5 separate regions of the Mus musculus genome follow, and all the other regions are linked to region 1. The links are chromatin contacts, called in public HiChIP or PLAC-seq and promoter capture Hi-C maps. All regions are on one chromosome and are shown on one strand. The core of a region is the stretch at or near the end of the contact, and the rest is flanking DNA. Distances in the headings are between cores, read along the strand shown. Region 1 holds the start of Tmem242 (transmembrane protein 242). Region 2 holds the start of Synj2 (synaptojanin 2). Region 3 overlaps Snx9 (sorting nexin 9). Region 4 has its middle 9.3 kb from the start of Gm41519. Region 5 overlaps Zdhhc14 (zinc finger, DHHC domain containing 14).

Region 1 (3,073 bases), core at 419-2,918:
AGCTATAGTCACTATTATTATATGTGACAGGAAAGGAGAAGTATAAGTCCTTCTTGTAAGTGCCTACAAGTGGGCACAGTATTTGCCCACTTGTAAGGGGCCTTCCCAGACTCTGAAACTAGGCTTCTAAGGAACTGGACAGAAACAGAGCAGTTGTCCTCAACCAAGCCTAGCATCAGATCTCATGCTGCCCCAGACTTTCAGAGATAAAGTCTCTAATGGGAGAGACTGGGCAGCTTTAACCGTTCGTATGTAATGCTTTAAAAACTACTAGAATCAATGATAACAGCAATTAAAACGCATATTATGTGTGCCAGACACTATGCTAACTCCATCACACTCATAACTTTTAAAAGATTGAAACTGGGTCTTGTTACCTAGGTTAGATTTGAATTTATCCTCTTGTATCAGCTTTTCAAGTGGTCAAGAGGGATGTACAACACACACACACACACACACACACACACACACACACACGCACCTCTTCATTCAAAAATCCTGTGAGGTACTGTTTCCATAGTTAATAATTGAGGGGAACGAGGTAACGAGAGGCTATATGGCAAACACCAAGTTCACACAAATAAGAAGTGCTTTACGACCTGAACGCAGGTCTGAGCTAATAAATGCATTTAACTGCTGCAAAAACTAATGCTTTCATTTACCCGTCCCTCGGACAGGCATTTATTATACATGACCAGGTAATACACTGAGAGCTGGGGAATATCAAATGAGTATAGATAACAATCTCCACCCTCAAGATGCCCATGCCCTTAAAGTGCTCAGAAAAAGGCTAGAGGCTAAAGAACTGGCTTCATTTTAAAAGATGATGCCATATGTCTTAGGTCTCCCTTTGAGAGGCTGAAAACGTTGGCTACTTCCCACTACTCTTCCCTCAATAGCCATTTACTCTGTCCGTAGACCCTGGCACATCGTCCTCCCAGGCCTGCTTGCAGGCTGCTAAGGATCCCAGCAAGTCCGGGGCAGCCTTGGAGCCCGTGTTAATAAGCTTTGAGAGAGGGCCTCTGTACTCTGCTCTCTAGATTGGCTCAGTTCATTCAATCATTTAGCCAGCCCAGCGCGTCCACTGGGGGCGGGCAAATCAGATCTTGGGAAGGGCGTGTGCTTCGAAGCTGGTGAGATGTTTCTCTTCCAGAATTGGGCATGTCACTTAACCCTGAAATAACTATTTCGAAATTTCTCAGAAAGAAGCGGGGAAAATATTGAGGCTTGCTTTTTAGAATCGTGGTCTGTTAGTGCGGACCAAATCCTTAGAAGCAGTGCAAGTGTATCTGGAGTGGTAAACAGCTCCAGGATCCAAGCCAGGCAGATGGGCTCCCGGCTCCATTTGCGACCTCTCACTGCCTCCTAGAGTCGGAACTGAGTATTCTTCCAAGTAGGGAAAACAAAACAAAACCAAAAAAAAAAAAACCCAAAACCTTACTAAAGTCCAACAGATCATCACCTTGCAAGAAGGCGAGTGATCCTCCCAGGAGGGCCGTCTTGTGGGGCGCCGCCCTCGGCTCTGGGCTGGGACAGAGAGCAGCCTTTCTGTCTTCTCTCACTGCAAGAGTGTTAAGCGGGGAAAGTGGGAAACCCGGACCTTTCTTCAGGTTGCACAGGGAAGGCAGCCGCGGAACCTTTCTTCTCTCTCCCTTGAGCTTCCACTCGGGCCTCTTTGGTAACGGAAACAGTAGAGTAGGAGACTTTAAAATGGAGACCTCGGGTCCTGGGCCCGGGGAGTCCTCTGAATTAGAAGCTCCAGGGTCTCCGGACGATCGGTTGTTTCTGGTTAAAGGTATGCTTGCTCTGAGCTGGGATGTGATGTTCCGGAACACATTCTTTTCTGAGAGCCCTTATTCTGAACTCAGCCAGTGGGGCCCATATGTCACTCACCAGGTGAAGTCTCCTTGGGCAGGGGCGGGTAAATCCTGCCATCTACTCTCCAGTCCATACTGTATTTACCCATCCTTATCTATAGTTTTTCTTGTGCCCTGCCCTTTTCTGATTGCCACGATCTCTTCTTCCCGTGGAAAAACTTCGCGCTGCTGTCCTTGAGGACAGAGAGAAGGGAAAAAAACCCATTCTCAGCCCTGAAGAACTGAGCTTCAGAGCGTACCCTTGAACCAGAAACCCGAGGTCGTGAGATCACGCAGGTTTCTCAGACCCACTTCACAAGAGCCGCCTAGCCATGATGTTTCGAGTTTTGAATGTAATCCTGAAAGTTTCTGATACTTCGTTGTGCAATTCTCTTTAATTTAAGTTTTATTTTTAATCCCTTCTCTCAATTCTTGGCAGGTGGAATTTTCCTTGGTTCTGCAGCCGCAGCGGGAATGCTAGCTGGATTTGTTACAACATTATCATTAGCTAAAAAGAAAAGCCCTGAGTGGTTCAATAAGGTTTGTGACTCTGAAATCCATTCATAGCATTGCTATTGTTTTTAACAAAGGACAGCTTTTTGCATAGGAAAAAATAGTGACCTTCATTCACATGGTTTTGAAAATACACCCACAAACCCTCATGGGTTTAAGAAGTATACTAGTTGTCAGTCTTGATTTTTTTTTCCGTGTGCTTCCTTAAAAATTAACAGAATGAGGCTTTGAAGAATAACTGAGCAAAACTTTGGAAACATTGTTTTCCCTACAGCATGAATAAGTAATTTAGTATTGATAATAAGAGACCTTGCTTTGAAAGAAAAGCAATATCACTTAAACTATTGGTGCTGGTTGCAAGAAGTATATTTATTTCATAGATGTTAAAATTTTAACATTTTTTTAGAATGAGTGAAAACTTTGTTTTTGTGTTTTAATGCAAGGGCCGCAGTCGCTATAAAGTGCCTGGCACACAGTAGGTGCTCATAAAGTGTTGGGTGACTAACTATATCCACTAGAGACAGAAGATCATTATTCTGTTAGCAGGATTGTACATTTGCTGTTTGTCGTGTGCCTGCTTTCCCTGGTTGGTGGGGAATTTCTTGATGTGTATTGTAGTTGCTTATAATGTCTTGTCTTTTCCCCTCCCACCCATATTGCTGACTTACTGTTCGCCTCAGTAAGTGTTTACTTGGGATCCTTTA
Region 2 (3,073 bases), core at 390-2,889, 500 kb before region 1:
ATTTGCTGTTTCCCTTTTCTGTGTCTGTATTTGGCCAGCATGTTTTGAGGTCTGGTTAGGTTGTCCAATCTGGTATGAAACTCTGGGGCTTAATCCATCTTCCCATTGATCCTCCCGCCTTGCATAGCCAGAACGTGGGCTGTATTCCACCACACCCAGCTTGATAAATTACACATTAATGGCATGGTCCAGGAAGTAGAAATTGATGCACCCCCTTTAAGACATGGTGTATGTACGCACAAATATGTGGATGTCGTAGCTTGAGCTGACACATCCAAACCTGAGAAAAGGAGTCATAAAACACTTTACAAATGAGTGCTTTGCATTTCTTACCTCCTAAAATATAAGTGATCCTGTTTAGCTAGGAACACCAGGAGGATGGACAACTGGACACCCACTGTCTTAAACCTGCCCTTCAAGGCTCATCATTAAAATCTTACTGATCCTATCTGACTGCTGGCTTTATGCTACCTAGATCTTCTTGCAAATGTCAATTACAAAACTAGGGATCCGGAAGTTGGACTTACCAGGAAGGCATGCACCGCATGACATCACCAAAATAGCCACACACAAGTCTGTGTTGCCTGGAGCAAGTGTCTTAGCCTCTTTAGGCCCCAGTTTGTTTATCTTTATTACGAGCTAAAACTGCAAAGGTTGTGTAAGATTTTGTCTCTAAAGTCCTTAGCACAATGCTGATCTCACAATTTCTGAAGTCAATCAATGAAATACAATGGCTTGCCCTCACCTAACACCCAGCATAAAGATAAAGTCACTAGAGAGTATATTTGCTTCTACTCCTGCTTCTGATGGAGTATTTATAGGAGACAAATGAAGGGTGCCATCGACGTTTCTCAAAGTCTGTTTTGGTGCCTACGTGTCATCCCTTCAGGCAAGGCAATGCTGCTTTGGTGTATTCAACAGGTGCACAAGCATGGGAGCACTAGGTGGACTCCTCCTCAGGGCACCCTCCTCAGAGTGTCCAGAACATGCTAGGTTTCGGCACTGAGCACCAGGAGCGGAAATCAGAGCCAGTTGGCTCTCCAAGAACAGACGCCTGCCACCCAAGCCCCAGGAAGAGCGCCCCCGAGACATCCCCGCCCTCAGGCGAGCGCGACGCTTAGTCCAGCCAAATGTGCCAGCTCTCTGGTGTCCCCCGCACCCAGTACTCCCGCGGACAAGCGCCCCTGGCCATCCCCAAGCCGCCGGGGTCCTCCCTGTCGGGGAACCGAGCGCCCCTAGTTCTCAGGTCTCCGCGAAGTCGCTCGCCTTCACTAATTCCCGCCCTCCCTCCCTCCCCGGCGTTGCTGCCCAAGTGGGGAGCACGGGGAGCGCGGCACTCACCCAGCGTGGCCACTGCGCCGGCCTCGAAGAGCAGGCAGTCGCCGCGGCCCCGCGCCTCCAACAGCACGCTGCTCGGGCCAGTGGGGTCCAGCCGCGCCAGCAGCCGCAGCCCTTTGCTTAGAGCCATGGGCGCGGGGAGCAGAGGAGAGCGGGGACCAGGTCCCGCCCGAGGGTGTGCGGCTACCAGGAGTTTCACTTTGTGCCGGGCTCCAGTGCCCACGGCTCCTCCTCCTCCTCCTCCTCCTCCTCCTCCTCCTCCTCCTCCTCCTCCTCCTCCTCCTCCTCCTCCTCCTCCTCCTCCTCCTCCTCCTCCTCCTCCCCTAACACCACGACAGCCTCCTCCTCCTCCTCCTTTCTCCTCCACCCCCTCCTCCCCCTCCCTCCCTCCCTCCTCCTCCTCCGCCCGGGCCCCGCCGCACTGCCCCGAGCAGGTGAGGTGGCGCTGCCGCCCAGCCTCTCCGACGACGACCGCGCTCCCCCAAGCGGCGAGGCAGGCACCTGCGAGCCACAGCGGGAACCCAGACTGCGCCCGGTGGGCTTGAGCTCGCCAGGGCTCAGTACTCCGGGACGGTCCTCCCTGCTGGGGGCGGCTGCGGGCGAAGGAGATTCCACACATTCCTCGCCGCGGAGGAGGCTGCAGCCGCGGAGAGCCTCAGGAGCCCGGACCCTGCCCGGATTCCCGCGGCCTTATATGGGTAGCTGGGGGCTGAGGGCTGAGCAGGGCTGGCAACCCCCCACCCCACCCCTGCCGCCACCGCTTGTCCGGCGCAGCACTTCTTCCCACGCCCACCCCACCCCCACGCCTGAGACCCCGGATGGGGCCATTGGGTTCTGTGCCTCAGTCTCCCTGAATGGAACTGCAGAAACGCAAAGTGGCCTTCACTCTGAAACTACCGTGGTGATTGAGTATGTTCTTGTGAGTGGTGTGTGTGTGTGTGTGTGTGTGTGTGTGTGTGTGTGTGTGTGCCTGACACACTCTTTAAATGCTGCCTTCTACCGAAGACTTTAATTCACTGTGCGACCCAAACTGGTGTTGCGTTGTGTCCGAGAGATGAGACATCTATTCCCTGCTATCCCCTTTACCACATGACCTTGACCTCGCTGAGATGCACATGGCCTCGCCTATCAGAGTGACAGGTGAGGAACCCCCACCTGAGGATCTCAGTGCCTGTTCTTGCTCAGCATTGATGAGTATTCTGTGATCTGCAACCTTCAAGCAACTCGAGGCAAGGCCTCTTGGTCCTTGGGTCGGGTTGGTCAGGATTGGTCTGCTAGCCAAGGGAGAACGCAGCCAGGTCGAACTGGAAGCACCTTTGGGCGCGTTTGGAGCATCCTTTCCTAGTGTGATGCCTCTAGAGGTCCTCACCCGCAAGTTTCCAGCAGGCCACCCTAACAGCTGGGTTCCTCTGCCGCCCGCCCGCCCCATTCTGCTGTGCTAAGACCAAGAGTGGCGCATGGCTTTCGGAGGTTGGTTCTCCACAGCTTCTTTATACAGTGGAGAGATCACCACCCCATGCAAGTCGTGTAACATTAAGTGTAGCAAACTCGGCTGGGCAGGGTGGCCGGCACCTTTAATCCTAGCACTAGGGAGGCAGAGACAGGCAAAATTTTATTCTTTATAGAAACAAAGTCACCCTCAACCACCTTCCCTTTTCTGTATCCAAACAAAATAAACAGCGGCTCCATCCAGAGGGGTGACAGCAGCCCTGGGTGGTCCAGTGGAGATGAAGAA
Region 3 (3,073 bases), core at 161-2,660, 430 kb before region 1:
TTAAAACTGTGTGGGAACAGGGGTGGAGATATGGACCTGTAGGCAAAGGTACTGGCTGCCCAGCTCAATCCTTAGACATATGTGGTGTAAGAAGAGAACCAACTGCTTTAGGCTCTGGGTTCTATACATACACTACCACCACAGACAGACACACACACACACACATACACACAAAGTAAAACACTTAGAAAATATATATGAGAACATGAAACTTAAAAAAAAACATTTAAAAACTTACAAAAAAGTAATTTCTCTGTAAATTATTTGGGGAAATCTGTTAGCAAGGTGAGACAGGAAACACAGCAGAAGCAGCAGCCACAGCACACTCCTACAGACAGGGCCCATGGAGTCTCCCTGTGTCTGTCAGCACACTCCAGTGCAAACTCCCAAGGACACTTTTTTTTTTGTGAAGAAATTATAAATGAATTTGTCCCACATGCACACACTGGAACAAACCATGGTAACAAACAAGCGAAGGCAAACTTCATTTTTAGCACTCTATAAGCCCTCAAACAATAATCCATGTCCAGGGACCGTGTGAAATAGTTCAAACATTTTCATCCAACTCCTTGATACAAGCTTAGTACAGCTTTCAGTGGTTCCCATTAGGTTCAGAGACAGCTTCATATCAGGCATGCCATAGAAGAAGTCTCAGCTATTGGTCTCTTGTCTTCTGCTAATGATCTCTGGCAGGTACTGTCTTAGTCAGGCTTTCTATTCCTGCACAAACATCATGACCAAGAAGCAAGTTGGGGAGGAAAGGGTTTATTCGGCTTACACTTCCACCCTGCTGTTCATCACCAAAGGAAGTCAGGACTGGAACTCAAGCAGGTCAGGAAGCAGGAGCTGATGCAGAGGCCATGGAGGGATGTTACTTACTGGCTTGCTTCCCCTGCCTTGCTCAGTGTGCTCTCTTATAGAACCCAAGACTACCAGCCCAGAGATGGTCCCACCCACAAGGGGCCTTTCCCCCTTGATCACTAATTGAGAAAATGCCTTACAGTTGGATCTCATGGAGGCATTTCCTCAACTGAAGCTCCTTTCTCTGTGATAACCCCAGCTGTGTCAAGTTGACACAAAACTAGCCAGTACATGAACCATTCCACCTTTTCCTATACAATTTATTCTGAGTACTCCAACAGTTCCACTTACATTTTTAAAAAAGCCTAATCTCAAGGGTGCTTTTAAAAATTTTCACTCAAAAAGGAATCTATCAAAATATCCCGCATAGCTCATGCCTTATGCTCCTCACAGAGATAGAAACGTCTCCAACTCTGAGCGGAAACAAGCTGAGCCGACCTAGGCTATGGCGCTGTGCCAGCAGCTGGAGAGCCGGTGCAGTGTGTCCACCCACAGGGGAGGACAGCACAGTAAAGAAAGCGTACGCTCTGGCACTGCAATCCACTGCTCCAACGATGGGGTGAGCCTAGAGCAGCCTCGGGGCAGGCAAGCGCATTCTGGTCCAGTGGCTAGGGAAGGAATCTGAGCAGAAAGCCCCACACTGAAGCACATTCCATGGAGTGAGAGACACAGAGATTAGAACCACAGGAGGACGGAGACTGCAGGAGCCTATCTGTACGAGTTTGCTGACGACATTAAGCTATACACCCTTCTCCAAGTACTGGGCTCTTTAGAAACATCCAACCATGAAGGGAAAAATTAATATACAAAAAATAAAATTAAAAGTGTTCTAAAATGTTGGAGTCTAGAAAGACAGCTCAGTAGTTGAGAGTGTCCATTGCTCTGGAGAGGAACTGCATTGAGTCTCAATCACGCAGCAAGTGCCTCACAAGGGCTTGTCACTCCATGTCACATGCAGCCATGTGCACATACACACAGAATTTGAAATAAAATACATCTTTAAAAACGAACCTGCTAAAGATGAAGGACTCAAATCACAATTTTAATAAGCCTTAAATGAAGATGAACCACAGGTCAAAAGTATGACGCCATTTATGAAAAGCAGGTGCTCAGAGCTTGGGAAGAGCCAGGGAGAACTGGGGAGTGAGTGTGCTTGCCCCTAAGAGCTGAGTGTAGTGTGTGCACCTGTAAGCCCAGCACTGAGGAGGTGGGGACAGGTGCGTCCCAAGGATTCACTAGCCAACCAGACTAGCTTAGATGGGGGCCCCAGGTTCACAGAGATCCAGCCTCAAAAACAAGGTGCATAGCAGTAAGGAGACACACCTCACTCACATCCAGTCTGGGCCTCTTAGCACACGGACAAGCGTGCCCTCACAAAAACGCATTAACCACATACATCCTAGAGAAAAAGTCATGTGTCTATTTGAGTATCAATGTGTTTCAGAAACAGCTAGAAGGACTCACATAAAATACCTTGGTGAGGGCCAAGCAAAGAAAAGGTTTGACTTTACCCCGGGTATTTCATTGCTCTGTTGTTGTTGTTGTTGTAGTTTTTTTAAAATAAAATGTTTATTCACTCAAAGATGATAACCAGGCCCAGTAGTGAGGGCTGTAACCCAGCAATCAGGAGGTCAGGAAGTAAGGAAGAAGGAACCCGAGGCCCAGGCCAGCCTGGGCTACACAGCCAGGTATCTCAAAAACACAAATCAGTAATATTGACAAAAAATAATAACTCTGGGAGCTATTTTTTTTTTTAAAAGAAGACAAACTAGATGTGGTGACGCATGCCTTTAATACTAACTGAGACTGAGGCCGAGGCCGAGGCAGGTAGATCTCTGAGTTTGAGGTCAGCTGGCCTACATAGCAAGTTCCAAGCCAGCCAGGGCCATACAGTGAGACTCTATCTTGACAGAGCAAGAAAGAGACAGAAATCAACGACACCAAAGCTGGAAGTTAGCTTTTAAACAAGCGTCAGTGTTTAACCAATGGAAATTTATTGAATAACTAACATTAAAATATCCAGAAATAATTGTTCCCTAGGGACAACATAGAATAGCTTATTTTTCTAAACCTTAAAGGTGAATAATCTATCTCAAAATCATATATATGGCTTTGTGATTATAGTAAAATGAGACTGCGAAATAAAATCTAGTAAAAAGCGTAAGTATTATTGGTATTATTATTATTATTACTGGTAGTATTATTATTCTGT
Region 4 (3,073 bases), core at 422-2,921, 340 kb before region 1:
CCAGAGGATCCTCAGCACTGACCTGCGGCTTCCACGTGAACATGGTCATGCACACGCATTGGAACACACATACACACACACACACACACACACACACAAACAGCCAGGTCCCATTGCACACTCCTGGGGAGGGAGGCAGAGTCATGCTGAGAATTGACTTCTTATCCAGATTCCACAACTCCGGTGTGGGATCCACCGATCCTTTAGCCAAAGGTCCTTGTTGGGAGCCGCCCTCACATTCGCCGTTGCAAGATGGCGCTGACATCCTGTGTTCTAAGTGGTAAACAAATAATCTGCGCATGTGCCAAGGGTAGTTCTCCACCCCATGTGCTCTGCCTTCCCCGTGACGACAACTCGGCCGATGGGCTGCAGCCAATCAGGGAGTGACACGTCCTAGGCGGAGGATAATTCTCCTTAAAAGGGACGGGGTTACGCCATTCTCTCTCTTCTTCTCTTGCTCTGGCTCTTGCTCTCTTGCTCCTGAAGATGTAAGCAATAAAGCTTTGCCACAGAAGATTCCGGTTTGTTGTGTTCTTCCTGGCCGGTCGCGAGAACGCGTGTAAGAGGTCCTCATCTTTTCTTCTCTCATTACATTTTGCTTTGCCCTCCATTTGTCCTTTTGAAAAAGAACAGCTAATCACTCTCATCTGACTACACTTCTGCATGAACTTGACTGCAACAGAATCTTTTCTCTGGCCAGTCAGAATGAGCCGAGTGCTGACCACAGATGCCTTTGTCTCCTGTGCCTGACTTCCCACTGTCCTCTCAAGTGGCTCCACCCCATCTCCCATGCCAGGCGTCCTCCCCATGGCCCTGTGCCTGTGGTGCCTTTTCTCTTTCCTGCTTTTTCTTCTGCACTGTGTTTTCTGCTCTAGTTTTGCAATAGCAGACAGCAGCAGATATTTCAGTCCTGCTACTGCTAGAGATGGGGAGGCTGGAGACAGGAGACACACAGTGTTAGATCCCCAAGAGACCATCATTAGAGCCCCAGCGGCACCAGCTGCACAGAAAGTGTAGGGAGAGGAGAAGACAGAGGTCTACTATTGCTCTTCTGGAAAACCCACTTTTCCTTGGACATGAAGTCATTTGGAAGGACAGAGCCAGTTGGGCTGACTCTAATAATCCAAGCCACAGTTTGGCAGGATGTAGAGAGACTGTTTTACAAGCAACACCTGCCAATAAAAAAAGCTTATGGCCAATGAGCCAAGGCAGGAAATAGGAGGTGGGACATCCAGCAGGGATAGAGAGAATTCTGGGAAATGGAGGCGTGAGAGATTCAGGTTGGAAGGGTGATGAGATGGATGTAAATCAGCAGGTAGCTGAACTCAGGACAGAATGAAGAGGGGATTCACCCCAGGAACTCTGAGGAGACGTACATAAGAAGACAAGGAGAGGACTTGTGCTGAGTCTGGTGTGCTATGAGTCTAAGTAAAGAAACCCAAGTTCATAGTGACCTTATAAAGTAGACACTATTATCTCTATTTTTAAGCTGAAGCTCAGAGAAGTTGAGTAACATTTGCAAGGCCACACAGCTAACACAAGATCCAGGACCTCTGACCCAGCTCCAATGGTCCCTTTTCCAAATTGTTCAACATTCTCTCAGGGGTCCCTGGATGCCAGGTCATTGAATTGTGCTGAGTCAGCCTCCAAAGGACATGGTAGAGACTCTGTAGAGAACCAAGAAGAGGAAGCAAGTCAGGGGTGTGTGGACAGGGCATTTGGCCTCTGTCCTCTGAAATGTAAATATCCAGTCCTATGAGTTCACGCTGGCACCAGGGCAATGAAAGGTTTAAAGGCAGAGCTTCATGGGCACAGTATGCTTTCTGGTTAAACTGTGCTGTTTCCTACACACACACACACACACACACACACACACACACACACTGCTGACTACAGAGGTGGCAGGTGCAGAGCCAAGTCATTTCAACTTGGGCTATTTTGCAGGAGAGTTGTTGGGACCCTGAATCCTGGGGGAAAGTGTCAAATATGCTAATATTTTGCTGTGGGATGACTGATGACTGTTTTTCCATAAGTCAACGTTACTTTTCCAGCAAATACATATTACACATGTACTATTTATAAGATGCCATGCATACTGTGAATAAATGATTGATGCAGTCCCCATGAAGCTGTCCATCCATAGCGTGATATCAACATGTCCTATTTTTGTTTGCTTTTTGGCTCCTGTGATTTGATAGGTCCATTGCTGCTCTTAGACAGGCACCACTGATGACAAATGTTGGGACCTAATGTGTGTTGACATCTTGTGACTCAGCTGAAGGCCTCTCATGATAAAGAAAGGCTGTGTCCACTGAGCTATAATGAACAGGTGGCACATCTGCACTTGTCCCCAAGTATGATAATATAATGTGCACTTGTGTCTTTGCCTCATGCTCCTAACATAGAGTCCTAAAAACATCACTCTTCTGAGTGGTTGGAGTTCTTTAAGCATGCTAAGGAGCTGACTCATGGCTGAGCTTCAGGGTAGGACTGGGCCCCAGAGAGACCACTTGACAAGAGAGTGTGACTTTCAGCCCATCTGTGGGAAGGGGAGAAGGGCTGGACACTGACCTAATCACTGATGATTCAATTAGTCATACCTATATGGAGCCTCCATAGAAATTCCTAGTAGACAGGGCTGTCGCGTCCGCTCTCGACCAGCAAGAATGACACGACCACCAGTCCTTCTAACAGCAGTTTATTCAGTCCTGTTTCTTCTTGTTTATATCTCCCCCGAACCCTGGGCCTCTCACTCTTTTATACTCTCAGTTCCCATCCACGCACAGCAGGCCACGCCACTTCACCAGGCACGCAGCTTCAGCTAATTCACCGGGATCCTGGTACACCTGCGCAGCTCTCATGATGTTTGTGGCTTATATTCAGGTGTATGAGGAAGTCAGGTGCAAGCCATAAGACTTAGCTGCAGTCCCTGGCGCCTTTGGGACTGCTGCCACACCTGCTCCTCACATCTCCCACTTTTTTCTTTTTTGGCAGAGAGAATGTCTTAGATTGCCCCCTGCAGCAATGCCCCTTACCCGTCCTTGGGAGACAAACAGCATTGGTTTGACCCCTG
Region 5 (3,073 bases), core at 360-2,859, 260 kb before region 1:
AGAGACCAGCATCATTGAGGTGACATCTTCTGGGAAGTGTTTTTTGAGAGCACAGAGGCTGTGTTCCAGAGATAGCCAAAGTTGTACCTCATGCTGGAGCAGGACTTGGTAATGTATAAGAGTTACCCAGATGGTACTGGTTTTGAAGGTATGAAGGGGTCATGAAGAGCAGCTGAGGCTCGGCACTGTGAGAGGCCATGGAAGGCATTGGTGAAGGTGCAGCCTCAGTTGCTATTGATGGCCCAGGACTGAAGGGGTCATGCAAAGGAGTTGAGGCTTGGCACCATGAAGAGAGCCTATGAGAGGCTATTGTTGAAGCCTAGTTACAGTGAAAGACAGCAGCGTTTTGGAGATGCCGGTACCATGAGATGACTACCAAGAACAGCAGCAGCAGTGGAGTACAGGCATCTGGAGCCTAGAAGACAAGGTGTGTGCTACAAAGGGCATGGCTAGAGAAGTGACCCAAGCCTGTGGAGGAGCCCAGAAGATCATGAGTTCGATCCCAGACATTGGACAGTTGGAGTTTAATTTTTGCATTTGATTGTGACTGTGCCCTGATATTTTTCCCTCTTGAAGGAAGAAAGTATTTTAGTGGATCCCACAGTTAAGAGACTTTTAATTGTAAAAAGACTTTGGATTTTAAAAGATATTGGATGTTTTTAAAGGATTGAAATTTTAATAGTAAAGACTGTGGGACTTTTAAAGTTATTTAAGATCTTGCTTGGGGATGAATAAGAGCTAAGGGTTGAGGCTTATTAGTGATGTGTTTGTGTCAAGTTGACAAGGGGTCAATTGTACTGGTGGGTTCTGGGTGTCAACTTGACGCAGCTGGAGTTATCACAGAGAAAGGAGCTTCAGTTGGGGAAATGCCTCCACGAGATCCAACTGTAAGGCATTTTCTCAATTAGCAATCAAGGGGGAAAGGCCCCTTGTGGGTGGGACCATCTCTGGGCTGGTAGTCTTGGGTTCTACAAGAAAGCAGGCTGAGCAAGCCAGGGGAAGCAAGCCAGTAAAGAACATCCCTCCATGGCCTCTGCATCAGCTCCTGCTTCCTGACCTGCTTGAGTTCCAGTCCTGCATCCTTTGGTGATCAACAGCAGTATGGAAATGTAAGCCGAATAAACCCTTTCTTCCCCAACTTGCTTCTTGGTCATGAGGTTTGTGCAGGAATAGAAACCCTGACTAAGACAAATTGGTACCAACATAGTCTACCATTTTTACATACATGCCACGAACCCAACTTAGTCCTCCTGCCTACCAGGCAAGCACTTTACCAATGGAGCCATCTTTCCAGTCTGGTTCTTACCATTTAGTTCTCTTACTATCTAACGTTGCTAGACTCAGTGCTTTTAGGGCTCAATATTATTGTTCCATTTTACAGTTGGGGAAAGTGGCCATAGGACCCGGTGCGTATCCAAATTCTGAGCCTCTTTCCAGGGCTGTCTCTGATAGCAGTTCTCTGCTGGTCAAGGTGCCAAGTAGCTAGTTTGTCTCTTCTGAAACAGCTGTTTGGCTGTGCCATTTCAAGGGTCATGTGGGCTGTAGGTCCAGTGAGCCAGGAGCGAGGATGCAAGGCTCACTGCTGTACCGGGGCAGCGTGATTCTTTCAGCAGTAAACACTAGCCCATATCTAGAGGCCTCTACCCTCCATTGAGAAAGGGAGCCTTGTTCTCAGCCAGGGAACCCGGGGAAAGTGCAGACTTTTAATGCAGCCATGGGAATGTGACAGAGCTGCTGGTGCACATTATAGCTGTGTCTGTGGAGCTTGAGTGGGAGTGGGGTCTGATGCCAACCATGCAAGTCTCGGGAAGGGGGCTTCTTCCCGTACCTTCTTTTCTCAGCCCCCTTCCCCAAATGCATCCCATCTAACTTGTTGGAAAATAAAATCCTATGAATTAATAGATAGCTTTACAGAATTATTACAGGGTTTCTGATGGGACGCAACGTCTTCACTTCCAAAGGCATTTAGTGATATCTTTGGGATGGAAATGTAAATGCCAAAAGTCACCACATCTTATCACTGCCTGCATGGGATTTACCATCTTGACATCTCTCCAGTATCTTATAAACCAAGATTCTTTGCCTTTTAAACCCATTTCTTAAACAAAAACCGAAACAAAACAAAACAAAACAAAACCCCCCAAAACTACAACTGAATCCCTTCAATATAAAAGCACTTAGTAAATGTAGACTTGCTGCCTTTATGGCATCACCTTGGGCAGCTGTGTGGCCCACTCTAAAGTGGTCCTCTCCTCCCCATCCCTGCGATCTCACTGGCTCCAGCCAGCTTTCCCCTCACCAGTCAGGTTGCTAGGTCTCTGAGTTTTAAAGGAGTTTGACTAATGGACAGTGACGGTCCTTCCAGTCATCGCTCGGGCCTAATTCTATCCATTTGTCTTTTCAAACAGTCTGGGTTTGTCATCTGTTTTAACTCCAGTCCTCCAGTGGTAATGAATGTGTGTCTCTAGGAGAAGGGACAAGGAGGTTCTGGGGAGGCCGGCATTGATGCAGCTCATACTGTAACAGCCGTTCAGAAGCCGTTTTTGCTCCCTCTCCCCCCTCCCCTGACTCCCACAACAAAAGCCTGGGGTCTCTGCTTTTATCTTTTGTCTGTCTCCCCTGCCTTAGAACCTGAGGTCAGACTCTAACATGTGGGCGTGTTGACCAGTCAAGGACCACCCTGTCTAAACACGGTGATCACTCACCGGTTTCATCCTGTTCCGGGCTGAGAAATGGAGATAAGACTGACCGAGTTATCTTACTGTCAGCCTTTCAAAATGTCTTGTTCCTCACAACATCCGCCACAGGCACCCAAAGTCATCGTCCTAAACCTAAGTCACCTTAGATCCCGGGAGCATCGGAACTTCACAGCCCACCCCGCTTCAAACAGGAACAGTCACTGCACATCCCCTTGAGTGACAGACTTCTGCCGCATGGCAGAAAGAGACCTGAGATAAAGACCAACCAGAGCAGAGTTTCTCAACACATGTACCTGCAGAGCTGTAACCTGGCCAATCCTGCCTAGATTGAAATGCAGTTCAATACCCAAGGACGGACTTAGTGTGAAGTTCTG

What was found. Promoter capture Hi-C pulls out the DNA fragments that hold promoters and counts their contacts. HiChIP or PLAC-seq counts read pairs in DNA pulled down with a chosen protein or histone mark.
Region 2: a contact with region 1 is called in a promoter capture Hi-C map of embryonic stem cells, with 4 times the contacts expected there. The contact joins the promoter of Synj2 here to the promoter of Tmem242 in region 1. A contact is called at or near these places in 20 of 39 promoter capture datasets (the C10 cell line, the HPC-7 cell line, HPC-7-derived erythroid cells and 13 more), 2 of 15 datasets of contacts at CTCF or cohesin (large pre-B cells and pro-B cells), 4 of 484 Hi-C or Micro-C datasets (the G1E-ER4 cell line, the N1E-115 cell line, Sertoli cells and 1 more), 17 of 115 datasets of contacts at active chromatin or transcription factors (the 230-238 cell line, the NIH/3T3 cell line, bone marrow-derived macrophages and 12 more) and 5 of 9 other capture datasets (adipose tissue, embryonic stem cells, liver and 2 more).
Region 3: a promoter capture Hi-C map of liver shows a contact between it and region 1, with 4 times the contacts expected there. The contact joins the enhancer-like site here to the promoter of Tmem242 in region 1. A contact is called at or near these places in 5 of 39 promoter capture datasets (HPC-7-derived erythroid cells, embryonic stem cells, frontonasal cranial neural crest and 2 more), 3 of 15 datasets of contacts at CTCF or cohesin (the NIH/3T3 cell line, large pre-B cells and pro-B cells), 50 of 484 Hi-C or Micro-C datasets (the AML12 cell line, B cells, the C2C12 cell line and 34 more) and 19 of 115 datasets of contacts at active chromatin or transcription factors (the 230-238 cell line, the HPC-7 cell line, astrocytes and 15 more).
Region 4: a contact with region 1 is called in a promoter capture Hi-C map of the HPC-7 cell line, with 6 times the contacts expected there. The contact joins the enhancer-like site here to the promoter of Tmem242 in region 1. A contact is called at or near these places in 22 of 39 promoter capture datasets (the 3T3-L1 cell line, 3T3-L1-derived adipocytes, the C10 cell line and 13 more), 3 of 15 datasets of contacts at CTCF or cohesin (the NIH/3T3 cell line and large pre-B cells), 4 of 484 Hi-C or Micro-C datasets (the 3T3-L1 cell line, the HPC-7 cell line, bone marrow-derived macrophages and 1 more), 21 of 115 datasets of contacts at active chromatin or transcription factors (the 230-238 cell line, the HPC-7 cell line, bone marrow-derived macrophages and 17 more) and 3 of 9 other capture datasets (embryonic trunk, macrophages and pancreatic islet).
Region 5: a contact with region 1 is called in an H3K27ac HiChIP or PLAC-seq map of oligodendrocyte precursor cells, with 8 times the contacts expected there. The contact joins the enhancer-like site here to the promoter of Tmem242 in region 1. A contact is called at or near these places in 14 of 39 promoter capture datasets (3T3-L1-derived adipocytes, the C10 cell line, the HPC-7 cell line and 9 more), 3 of 15 datasets of contacts at CTCF or cohesin (the NIH/3T3 cell line, large pre-B cells and pro-B cells), 6 of 484 Hi-C or Micro-C datasets (the 3T3-L1 cell line, B cells, bone marrow-derived macrophages and 2 more), 22 of 115 datasets of contacts at active chromatin or transcription factors (the 230-238 cell line, bone marrow-derived macrophages, craniofacial prominence and 15 more) and 5 of 9 other capture datasets (adipose tissue, embryonic stem cells, liver and 2 more).

What each region holds. Positions count from the first base shown.
Region 1 is chr17:5,438,855-5,441,927 of GRCm38.p6, reverse strand. It overlaps Tmem242 (transmembrane protein 242), which reads left to right and starts at 1,668. Exons shown (of 4, transcript NM_027457.4): 1 at 1,668-1,795; 2 at 2,296-2,396. The coding sequence starts at 1,711.
Region 2 is chr17:5,939,846-5,942,918 of GRCm38.p6, reverse strand. It overlaps Synj2 (synaptojanin 2), which reads right to left and starts at 1,639. Exons shown (of 27, transcript NM_001113353.2): 1 at 1,342-1,639. The coding sequence starts at 1,468.
Region 3 is chr17:5,870,993-5,874,065 of GRCm38.p6, reverse strand. All of the region lies in intron 1 of Snx9 (sorting nexin 9), which reads right to left. Among named protein-coding and RNA genes, the nearest start is that of Gm35474, 24 kb to the right of the region's middle. Within about 2 kb of position 1,410, at least 49 of the 459 cell types and tissues checked have an H3K27ac peak or open chromatin away from gene starts, as enhancers often do. A contact at or near this core is called in Sertoli cells, cerebellum, cerebral cortex and 3 more, where this site is marked.
Region 4 is chr17:5,778,534-5,781,606 of GRCm38.p6, reverse strand. No RefSeq gene overlaps it. Among named protein-coding and RNA genes, the nearest start is that of Gm41519, 9.3 kb to the right of the region's middle. Within about 2 kb of position 1,671, at least 10 of the 459 cell types and tissues checked have an H3K27ac peak or open chromatin away from gene starts, as enhancers often do. A contact at or near this core is called in the HPC-7 cell line, where this site is marked.
Region 5 is chr17:5,703,402-5,706,474 of GRCm38.p6, reverse strand. All of the region lies in intron 3 of Zdhhc14 (zinc finger, DHHC domain containing 14), which reads right to left. Among named protein-coding and RNA genes, the nearest start is that of Gm41519, 66 kb to the left of the region's middle. Within about 2 kb of position 1,609, at least 8 of the 459 cell types and tissues checked have an H3K27ac peak or open chromatin away from gene starts, as enhancers often do. A contact at or near this core is called in oligodendrocyte precursor cells, where this site is marked.